Regions from separate parts of the Sus scrofa genome. Here region 1 is linked to region 2. The links are chromatin contacts, called in public HiChIP or PLAC-seq maps. All regions are on one chromosome and are shown on one strand. The core of a region is the stretch at or near the end of the contact, and the rest is flanking DNA. Distances in the headings are between cores, read along the strand shown. Region 1 has its middle 20 kb from the start of GPR142. Region 2 has its middle 11 kb from the start of CD300A.

Region 1 (4,676 bases), core at 2,137-4,636, 54 kb after region 2:
CCGGGGAACTCCTAACTCTTTTTATTCTAAGTGAGGCTGAGTATCTTTTCAGCATCCAGCTTTGCCGCTAGCCCCAGTACCTCTCCCTACACAGCCTGGGACTGTGGCCTTGCCCGCTACCCTTTCTGCAAGATCAGGACTAGATTTGTTTTCTGTCTGCCAGCTTCTTGCTGAGTCACTCTCAAGAAGGAAAGGGCAGCCAGCTCAGGTTATTTCTGCCCCAGGAGCCATCGGAGCTGCCAGTCCTGGGAAGACCTCAGTGCCTGGCATTCCCTCTGAGCACCCAGCACCCATGCACTGGATCATTGCACCTGTCAAACCCTGGCCCCCTGGTACCCCTGGGGGAGATGGGGTTTGCAGGTGGGGATCAGGCGTGATATGTTTGCAAACTAGGCAAGGAAAGGACCCAGCTGGATTCGGAGAGAGGGCATTTGGAAGGAACTAAGGAGAGTGAATCCTAAGTTATAAGTGACCGAATGAGAGGAACCAAGCTGGGTGTAGAGAAGGAAGAAGTTAAGCTGTTGGAAAGGACTTTGGGGAGTTTCCTGGCGGCTCAGTAGGTTAAGGATCCAGGACCATCACTGCTTGGGCCTGAGTTCAATCCCTGGGCCAGGAACTTCTGCATGCAGCAGGTGTGGCTGAACCAAAAAAAAAAAAAAAAAGGACTTTGAGCAGAAAGGGTGGAGAGCCATAACGAAGGAAGAAGGAATCCGGGGATGTTGGCAAAAGATTCTCACTTGACACATTTCTTTTCTTTCTTTCTTTTGCCTGGGACCACAGCATATAAAAGTTCCCAGGTCAGGGACTGAACCTGTGCCACAGCGGTAACCTGAACTGCTACAGGGAAAATGCTGGATCCTTAACCCTCTGTGCCACAAGAAAACTTCCCTCGCTTGAAATCTTTAAATGCATCTCAAGGGAGTTCCCATCATGGCTCAGCAGAAATGAATCTGACTAACATCCATGAAGAGGCAGGTTCGATCCCTGACCTCGCTTAGTGGGTTAAGGATCCCACATTGCCATGAGCTGTGGTATAGGTGGCAGATGCAACTTGGATCTGGCATTGCTGTGGCTGTAGCTCCAGCTTCTTTTGGACCCCTGGCTTGGGAACCTCCACATGCTGTGGGTGCAGCCCTAAAAAGCGAAAATAAATAAATAAATAAATAAATTTAAATGCATCTCACGTGAGATGAACCCACCGCTGGCTCCTGGGTCAGCTAAGAGCTATCTGGGACTGGAAGCAAAGACGCCTCCTTGGTAGCTCATGGAGAATTCTGGGCTCTTGTGTGACCACCTAGAGGCATGGGGAGGCCCAGGGACCTTTGCCGACCCTCTCTGAGTGAGTTCTGGGCATCTGTGGGGACAGCCTAAGTCGGGTTGTTGACACTTAACCTCTCTATGCGTCTGATTGCGTCTGGCTCGCAGACTGGGGAAGCCAGGAGGAGCCAGTGGCTAGATTCCTGGGCCCTGGGGAGTCTGCCGCTGTTATTCCAGACTCCAACCAAGAGCAGATTTGCACTGGCCATAGCTGAGGCCGAGTCATCCTGGTGCCCTCGGAAGTGTGGGGCTGCTGTGTTAAGTTTATGACCTCTGGGTATCTCGACCCCTTGCAGGAGGTGGGCTGCGGCATCTGTGAGCTCCCATAGAGCCCCAGGCTTGCTGGGAGCTGTTCCAGCCTGCAAGACTCTCTACAGCCAAGCCTGCGCTCTCTGCTGGGGCGGGAATCCAGAACCATACCCCAGATATGGGCAGTGGGTGGGGCTGCCTTGTATTGTTGGGGACATGGCTCAGATCATCAGTGTCGAAAAATGAGACACATCAACACGGGGAGATCTCGACAAGGCTCTTGACTTCTGCAGAGGGGCGAGGGTGCTCCAAAAAGTGCGTGCCGAACAAAGGACCCTCCCCTATTTATCCCTAACACAGGTGATGTACTTGTCCCCTTCCCATGGGTCGGGTTGGGGCTCACATTCTTCCAGGTTGGCTAATTTGAAACAAATTGTTACTGGGAAAAGAGGTAAAGAGGAGGGGGGGTCTCAGGGTTGATTCAGCAGAAATGGCAATGAAGTAACCAAGATATCCTTTGATAGAAAGGACCTTATGTTACTTTCCACAGTATCTTGGTCCTTACTATGGTCCATTCTGGGGCTCCCCGGGCTGCTGCTTCTTTGTTTGTTTGTTTTGTTCATTTTTGGCCACATGGAGCTCCTGGGTGAGGGGTCAGATCCAAGCCACAGTTGCAACCTAAGCCACAGCTGGGGCATCACTGGATCCTTAACCCACTGCGCCGGGCTGGGGATGGAGCCCGCATCTCAGGGCTCCCAAGCTGCCACAGATTCCTGTTGCACCATGGCAGGAGCTCCAGGCTGCTGCTTCTGACAGAGGATGGGCCTTTTTTTTTTTTGCCTTTTAGGGCCTCACTCACAGCATATGGAATTTTCCAGGCTAGGGGTCAGATTGGCGCTGCAGCCGACGGCCTACACCACAGCCAAGCCGCAGCAACATGGGATCCAAGCCTCATCTACGACCTATGCCACAGCTTGCAGCAAAGCCATACCCTTTTTTTTGGTGGCATATGGAGGTTCCCAGGCGAGGGGTCAAAGCAGAGCTCTACCTGCTGACCTACTCCACAGCCACAGCAACTGGGATCTGAGCCACGTCTGCCACCTACACCAGAGTTCACTGCAACACCAGATCCTTAACTCACTGATGGGGGCCAGGGATCAAACCTGCATCCTCATGGATGCTAGTCATCTTGGTTAACCACAGAGCCATGATGGGAACTCCAGGAAAGTCGTATCCTTAATCCACTGAGCAAGGCCAGGGATCAAATCCGCATCCTCATAGATGCTAGTCAGGTTCTTAACCCTCTGAGCCACCACAGGAACTCCGAGGATGGACTCTTTATACCAGCCAAGAATGGAGGCTGCTGCTGGTGCGTGAGCTTCTCAGAGTCCTCTCCAGGCCATATCACGAAGCAGAGTTTTCAAGGACCACACCTAAAGCTGCTCCCCACCCCCTACCCTGCCTCGCCTCGGTCTCCCTGGGGAAAAGGACATGAAGCTGAGGTTGTCCCTGAGGCCACCAAAGAATGTTTAATTGCTTTCTGAGAGAATTGTCACCTCCTTCTGGTTTCCTCCCCCCCACCTCCCAGCCCTACCCTGCTCCACCTCTTCCCCAAGCCCTGGAAGCTCTGGCTTGAAGCTTTGTGCTCCCTGGCTGCATCCCAAAGTAACCAGGGGCCCGTGTGCTGAATAGCAGCTTGCTTCTCCAAATACATTGCTGCACCACCTTTACTGAAAAAAAAGAGCCCTATGTTTTGGGGGAATAAATGTGCAGTTTTCTGTGAGCCAGGCCACTCACTGACAGCAGATGGACGGGGGCCCAGGCCAGCTGAGTCAGCCAGACTTTGGAGCAAGCAGACAGTGTGAACCAGGACAGGGATGGGAACCAGCCAAAGGAAGTGAACTACGGGGCTATTTGGAGGTTTTCGTCCCAGGAGTATAGTCAGCCCCCTCTGCAGTTTGATTCAGATTGAGGGCCTACGGAAGGGATATACCGTAAAAGGCAGGCTGGAAAGCGGTAACAGATAGACCCCCTATGGATAATGCTCGGAATATCTTTTTTTTTTTTTTTTTTTTTTTTGTCTTTTTAGGGCCACACCCTCGGCCTATGGAGTTTCCCAGGCTAGGGGTCCAATCAGAGCTACAGTGGCCAGTCTACACCACAGCCACAGCAACGCCAGATCTGAGCCACATCTGCGACCTACACCACCGCTCACAGCAATGCTGGATCCTTAACGCACTGAATGAGGCCAGGGATTGAACCTGCATCCTCATGGATACTAGTCAGATTCAGGTCCGCTGAGCTTTAATGGGAACTCTGCTCTGAATATCTTAGAAATTTATTTCTTACTTATATAACACACCAAGGCAGGCTTGTGTGTGTGTGTGTTTAGGGCTGTGCCTGAGGCATATGGAAGTTCCCAGGCTAGGGGTCGAATCAGAGCTGCAGCTATCAGCCTACACCACAGCCACAACAATGCAGGATCTGAGCCATGTCTGCAACTTACACCACAGCTCATGGCAACGTGGGATCCTTAACCCACTGAGCAAGGCCAGGAATTGAACCTGCATCCTTATGGATACTATGTTGGGTTCTTAACTCTCTGAGCCACAAGGAGAACTCCAGGGCTCTTACGATTTAAATCAGGCCTATCTGGTAACCAGTCTATTTGAAGGTGAACTGATTAGTAACCTTAATTCCACTGCAAATTTCCACAGCAAATTCCTTTCGCCATGTAATGTACTGTAATTATGGCAAAACACCTAGGGCAGAGGGCATGGGGGAATCTTAGAATTCTGCCTTCCATAATGTCTGGGATCCAGAGCAGTGGCCTTTGGAGCTGGAGAGATTCTTGCCTTCTGGTTAAAGAGCTGCCCCACCTGGCTGCTCTCAGCCGTGGTAGGGTGACCAACAAGCCTGGCCTCAGCTCTTACCATCTATCTATGCCCTGGAGATCTAATGCCCTTCCTCCCTCTGCCCCTGGGTTTTCCTCTCTCTGAGAGCCTCACAGAGACGGAACCCCCTTTAAGGAGAAACTCAACAACGCGCAGAACGGAGTTCCCGTTGTGGCTCAGCAGAAATGAATCTGACCCATGAGGACGCAGGATCGA
Region 2 (5,281 bases), core at 1,379-3,878:
TGATAGAAACAAGAAGTTCCCTTGTGGTAAAGTGGGTTAAGGATCCAGTGTTGTCACTGAAGTGGCTTGGATCACAGCTGTGGCGCAGCTTCAATCCCTGGCCTGGGAACTTCTACATATTTCAGGCTTAGCCCCCACCGCCCCAAAAAAATTGCACCCCCCCTTAAGTTCATATGGTGAAGTCCTAGTAGCTCTGAATGCGAAGTAATCTGGAGAGAGGGTCTTTTTTTAAATTTTTTTTTTTTGTCTTTTTAGGGCCAAGCCTGCGGCATATGGAAATTACCAGGCTAGGGGTTGAATCAGAGCTGCAGCTGCCAGCCTACACCACAGCCACAGCAACACCAGATCCCTAATCCTCCAAGCAAAGCCAGGGATCAAACCTACAACCTCTTGGAGACTAGTCAGGTTCTTACCCTGCTGAGCCACAGCAGGAACTCCAACACCTCGATTTCAGATTTCTGGCCTCCAGCACCATGAGATGATACATTTTTGTTACGTCTTCAGGTCTATGGTTCCTTGGCAAATGGCGAAGCAGCTAACTCATTGCCAGATTCCCTCCTCACAAGTCCTCACGGAGAATGGAACTTCTGATGACTCAGAAACTCCCCTGTTGGGCTTTGTGGTGGGCTCCACAGGCCAATCTGACAGCCCCTCCCAGGTAAGCCCTCACCCCCAACGCAGGTACACGGACCTCCGCACACTTAACGGGTGACTCTTTGCAGCCCATGGATACGGCAGGACATTATTCGATATGCTAAGGTAGCTGTAGAAGCCACTCAGACGGTGGGTGGTAACCCCCAGAGACATCTGACATGTGGCCAAAGTGACATGCGGAGCGGAGGTCACAGATTCAAGGAGGCAGGAGAATTAGGTGCCTGACAGAGTAGAGTGTGATGTCGATGAGAATGACAGCAGGGTTAGACTTTTATAAATATTGATGAGGAACCTGATGAACGAATGAATGAACAAATGAGCCAAATGCTATTCCCAGATCTGAACTGCCTGCCCTGTGGGACCGGTGTGTTTTATAACGACTGGTGTGTTTTATAAGGACTATATACAGACTATATATAACACACAGAAAACCTGCAAAGGGCAGGAGCCCACGGATAGGCCCCATGGCTATCTCATTCAGAGTTCTCAGAATTCCAATTATTTAGTGAGTGTGTGGGGGGGCTGTGGAGGTCCCCTGCCTTCCCCAGGCCCCCACCCTAAGTCTCCTCAAAAACCTCCCCAGGGGAAAACGCACCAGAAAAACTAGACAGGGCGAGGCTGCTTATCTTCTTGGAGGATGTGGAGACGAAGCCCTGGGCAGTGACACACAGGCTCACTTTGGGGCCCCTTTCCTTTTCTTCTCTTTTTTCTTTTCTTTTGCATTTTAGGGCTGCATCAACAGCATATGGAAGTTCCCAGGCTGGGGGTCGAATCAGAGCTGTAGCCATCAGCCAAAGCCAGAGCCAAAGCAACGCCCAGATCCAAGCTGTGTCTGTGACCTACACCACAGCTCACAGCAATGTGGGATCCTTAACCCACTGAGCGAGGCCAGGTATCAAACCAGCATCGTCATGGATACTAGTGGGATTCATTTCTGCTGAGCCATAACAGGAACTCACTAGGGCCCCTTTTCTATAATATCTTTTTTTTTTTTTTTTTTGCCATCTTCACAGCATGTGGAAATTCAGCACCCACCTGAGGGAAGGAGCTGAGGCCAGGTTTGCGCAGTAGCGGAGCAGGGGAGTCAGGTGCTACATAAATGTTGTCAGACTGAGGGTCATAGTCCCAGGCTGGCCTGAGGCACCTGTAAACCAGCTCAGAAAGGGGAAGCCCAGCAAAGTCACAGAACCTTGGACTTGGGAAGGGGACCCTCCAGCTCCAGACCTAGTGCCCTGTGTATGCTGGCTGGACGCCACTACAATACCCCAGAGCAGGTTTTTGCTTGTTTGGTTTTTGGTTTTTAGGGGTTTTTTCGGCCGTGCCTGCAGTATGTGGAAGTTCCGGGGGCAGGGATCGAACCCGGGCCACAACCGACACTATCCCAGAGCAGGGTGGTGGTGCTACTGGCATCTGGATAGGGCAGACCACCCTAGGCAGAAAGATCCAGGCCCAAACAGCAGTCTGAGAAACCACGCCCTAGAGGCAGACCCTAGAGGCAGACCCTAGAGGCAGGCAAAAGCGGGGCCCCCTGGGCCCCCTCCCCCTCCCCCTCTCCCTGTCTCTCACCCATCCACATTTTATGAGCCCGGGGACATCCTGGGCGGGAATTTAATGGGAACTGGGACCCGCTACCCTGGCCCCTGGCTTTGTGCTGGGCCTACAGGTACAGGGACGAAGGCTGTAGGTATCGGCCCAAGTCCGGGGCTCGCAGCCTAGGAGGGGACAGGGAAAAGGCCCCGAGAGGGGAGCTTGAATGGAAGGACCGGGTCTCCGTCGGGCCGAGCCCTGGAGGTGAAGAGGGGGAAGGACCCGCGGGTCCCAGGCTGGCGGGCCGGGTCTCGCCAGCCGACTACCCACTGGAGACAGGCGGTCCAGGCCCCCTGCCCCCGCAGCGGGGATCAGGTTACAGGGGTGTCGGGGCGGGGTTGGGGGCGGGGCGCAGGAGGCGGCCGGGGGTTGGCTGGAGGCTGGGGGGCGGGTCCTCGCTGAGAGTGACGTCGGAGCTCCCGAGGCCCCGTCCCCACCCCCAGCTTCCGCCACACCAGGTGCGCAGGAGGCAGTGGGTTGCCTGTGGACTCAGCTAAAGGGATTCCGGACCCGCTTTTCCCCGCCAGCCCGCCTCGGGGCAGGGCGGGAGAGGCAGGAAGTGAGCAGAGAGCCGTCTGGGATTGGGCGCCCTACCCCACCCTACCCCACCCGCCCGCACCCAGGCACCCCGCGCCTCTGCTCCAGGCCCTGCCTCCGCCCAGTTCTGCTCCAGGCCTTGAGTGGAGGTCCCTTGGGCTCACCCTTAGCTCAGGCTGGTGGTTTCGGAGACCCCAAACCCAGGGCTTGGGCAGAGCTGGAGGCTCAGGTCCGTTTTACAAATGAGTAAACTGGGAGATCCCGTCGTGGCTCAGTGGTTAACCGACCGACTAGTATCCATGAGGTTGCGGTTTCGATCCCTGGCCTTGCTCAGTGGGTTAAGGATCTGGAGTTGCTGTGGCTGTGGTGTAGGCCAGCACCCGCCTGATGCCAACATGGGTCTGGGATGGAACCCACTCTCTCCACTTCTGTTTCAGCCCTTGGGTCTGACCTGGCGAAAGAGGAGTTAGGCTGTGAGCTCCCAGCAGGCAGGAACCAGATGTCGCTGAGTCCCCAGAGTAGCCGCTTATTAAACATTTGCTTAGGAACTCAAAGCAGTTCAATCCTAGCTCTTCGGCTTGGCTTCCCGACTTCCTTTTTTCCCTTTGGCCTCATCTGTGACACATGCAGGTTCCCAGGCCGGGAATCACGGCTGTGGCAATGCAGGATCCTTAGCCCTCTGTGCCACAAGGAAACTTCCCAGGTGACCCTCTCAATACCTTGATTGCAACCCCCTGCCAATCAGGGCCCTGCCAAGGATCTGTCCCTCTCCTTAGGTTCCCCCTCCAGTCCCAGCAAAGTGCCGTCCCACCCACTGGGCATCTGTGAGGGACAGCAAAGGACAGGAAAATGTGGCAGGAAAATCTGTGCAATCTGGCCTGGAGACCAGCATGTCTGGGCAGGAAACTCTGGGCAGCTGGTTCCTGGATGCTCATCCTTGGCTGTCACTTTCATGGAGTAACCTTGAGGGCTCCACACTAAATATAAACTGAAAGTGTGAGTTATACTTCCATTTCACAGATGAGGAAACTGAGGGAGGGTTGAGAGCTGCCTAGAGTCAGACTTAGTAAGCAAGAGCCAGGATCTGAACCGGTGGCTGTCTGATTTCTGGGGCATGTTTTCTTCTTGCAGGGTTGCCTCCTGCCACTAGGGTAGCTGGCCTCTGGCCCTCACCTCCTTCTCAGAGGGTACTGCTGTCCCTCTCTGTCACCCACATCTCAGAGGGACCCACTGGCCCAGCCTCCACCCACCAGCAGCCTTTCCTCAAGGAGACTGAGGTCAGAGCCACGCCCTGAGCCCAAGAGGGATGAGGTCAGAGCATTACCCGGCTGGTGCTGATGCTAAATAATTCATGGCGGCTTCTGTGAGCAGGGGCTGCAGCTTCCGGGAGAGTGCAGACAGCAGACTAAGTCTGGTTGCTGGCACCTGCCCCTGACCCGGCACAGCCCCCTGGGGCTGGAAGTGCTAGGCTCGGTGAGAATGGATTCAGGGCTGACGGACCCTTACTAGCTTTGTGATCATGGGCAAGTCACTTAACCTGTTTCTTGCTTTTACAAGAGCTGCGAGGTGCCCTGAAACCACATGTGAAGGTCCTCCCAACCCAGGGAGATGCTGATCATTCCTCGGCTCCAGCCACCTTCCCACAAGCCCGGAATTGTACTCGTGTTTGGGGAAGGCGTGGCAGGGAGACAGATCTCGGGCTTGGCTGGTTTGGGAGGCTTCCCCTTAGAATAAATTCCCAATCAAGAAAAGCCAGCTATGATGGAAAAAAATAAAAGTCACTTAAAAAAAAAAAAGAAAAAGTTTAGTTGGGAGTTCCCATTGTGGCTCAGCGGGTCAAGAATCTGACTAGTATCCATGAGGATGCAGGATCCCTGGCCTCATTCAGTAAGTTAAGCATCCTGTGTTGCCATGAGCTGTGGCATAGGCTGGCAGCTGCACCTCCGACTACACCCCTAGCCTGGGAACTTCCATATACCACAGGTGTGCCCCTAAAAGGCAAAAAAAAAAAAAAAAAGAAAATTTCGTTGGAATCAAACAGCCTTTATTGGTCTAGAAGGCAGAATCGGATCTCAAATATATGTAATAAATTCCAGAAAAATTCTTAATGAACACACGGGAAGTCACTGAGTGACAGTCATTCCTCACAGAGAATAAAGTCACCAAATCCTGAGTGGTGAGGACGTTCAAACTACTCTGCTTTGAGCTACCGGGTTTGACAGAAATGGGTGCTCAACTCACCATGGTGTTGGTCTGATGTCACCTGCAACAGGTTCTGGTCTACGCTGGCTTTTTCAAGGCTTGTTTGTGACACGGCTGGACCATGGGTCTCCTCCACGTGGCCAAAGACGGGAGGAAGCAGGGCCACAGAGTATTCTTGAATCCGAGCAGGCCTGCATCTGTCTCCAAGCCCATCCCTCCCCAAGCCTCACCCGCAGGGGACTTGGAGGATGAACAAACCCACAGTCACTGCAGGCTGCTCCCAGGGGCCCCTTGGTGCTGC

Evidence for each region. HiChIP or PLAC-seq counts read pairs in DNA pulled down with a chosen protein or histone mark.
Region 1: a contact with region 2 is called in an H3K27ac HiChIP or PLAC-seq map of skeletal muscle. The contact joins two enhancer-like sites. A contact is called at or near these places in 4 of 5 promoter capture datasets (fetal liver, fetal skeletal muscle, liver and 1 more), 33 of 47 Hi-C or Micro-C datasets (adipose tissue, alveolar macrophages, blood and 17 more) and 2 of 2 datasets of contacts at active chromatin or transcription factors (alveolar macrophages and skeletal muscle).

The regions. Positions count from the first base shown.
Region 1 is chr12:6,743,180-6,747,855 of Sscrofa11.1, forward strand. No RefSeq gene overlaps it. Among named protein-coding and RNA genes, the nearest start is that of GPR142, 20 kb to the right of the region's middle. Within about 2 kb of position 3,387, at least 6 of the 83 cell types and tissues checked have an H3K27ac peak or open chromatin away from gene starts, as enhancers often do. A contact at or near this core is called in skeletal muscle, where this site is marked.
Region 2 is chr12:6,689,478-6,694,758 of Sscrofa11.1, forward strand. No RefSeq gene overlaps it. Among named protein-coding and RNA genes, the nearest start is that of CD300A, 11 kb to the left of the region's middle. Within about 2 kb of position 2,629, at least 58 of the 83 cell types and tissues checked have an H3K27ac peak or open chromatin away from gene starts, as enhancers often do. A contact at or near this core is called in skeletal muscle, where this site is marked.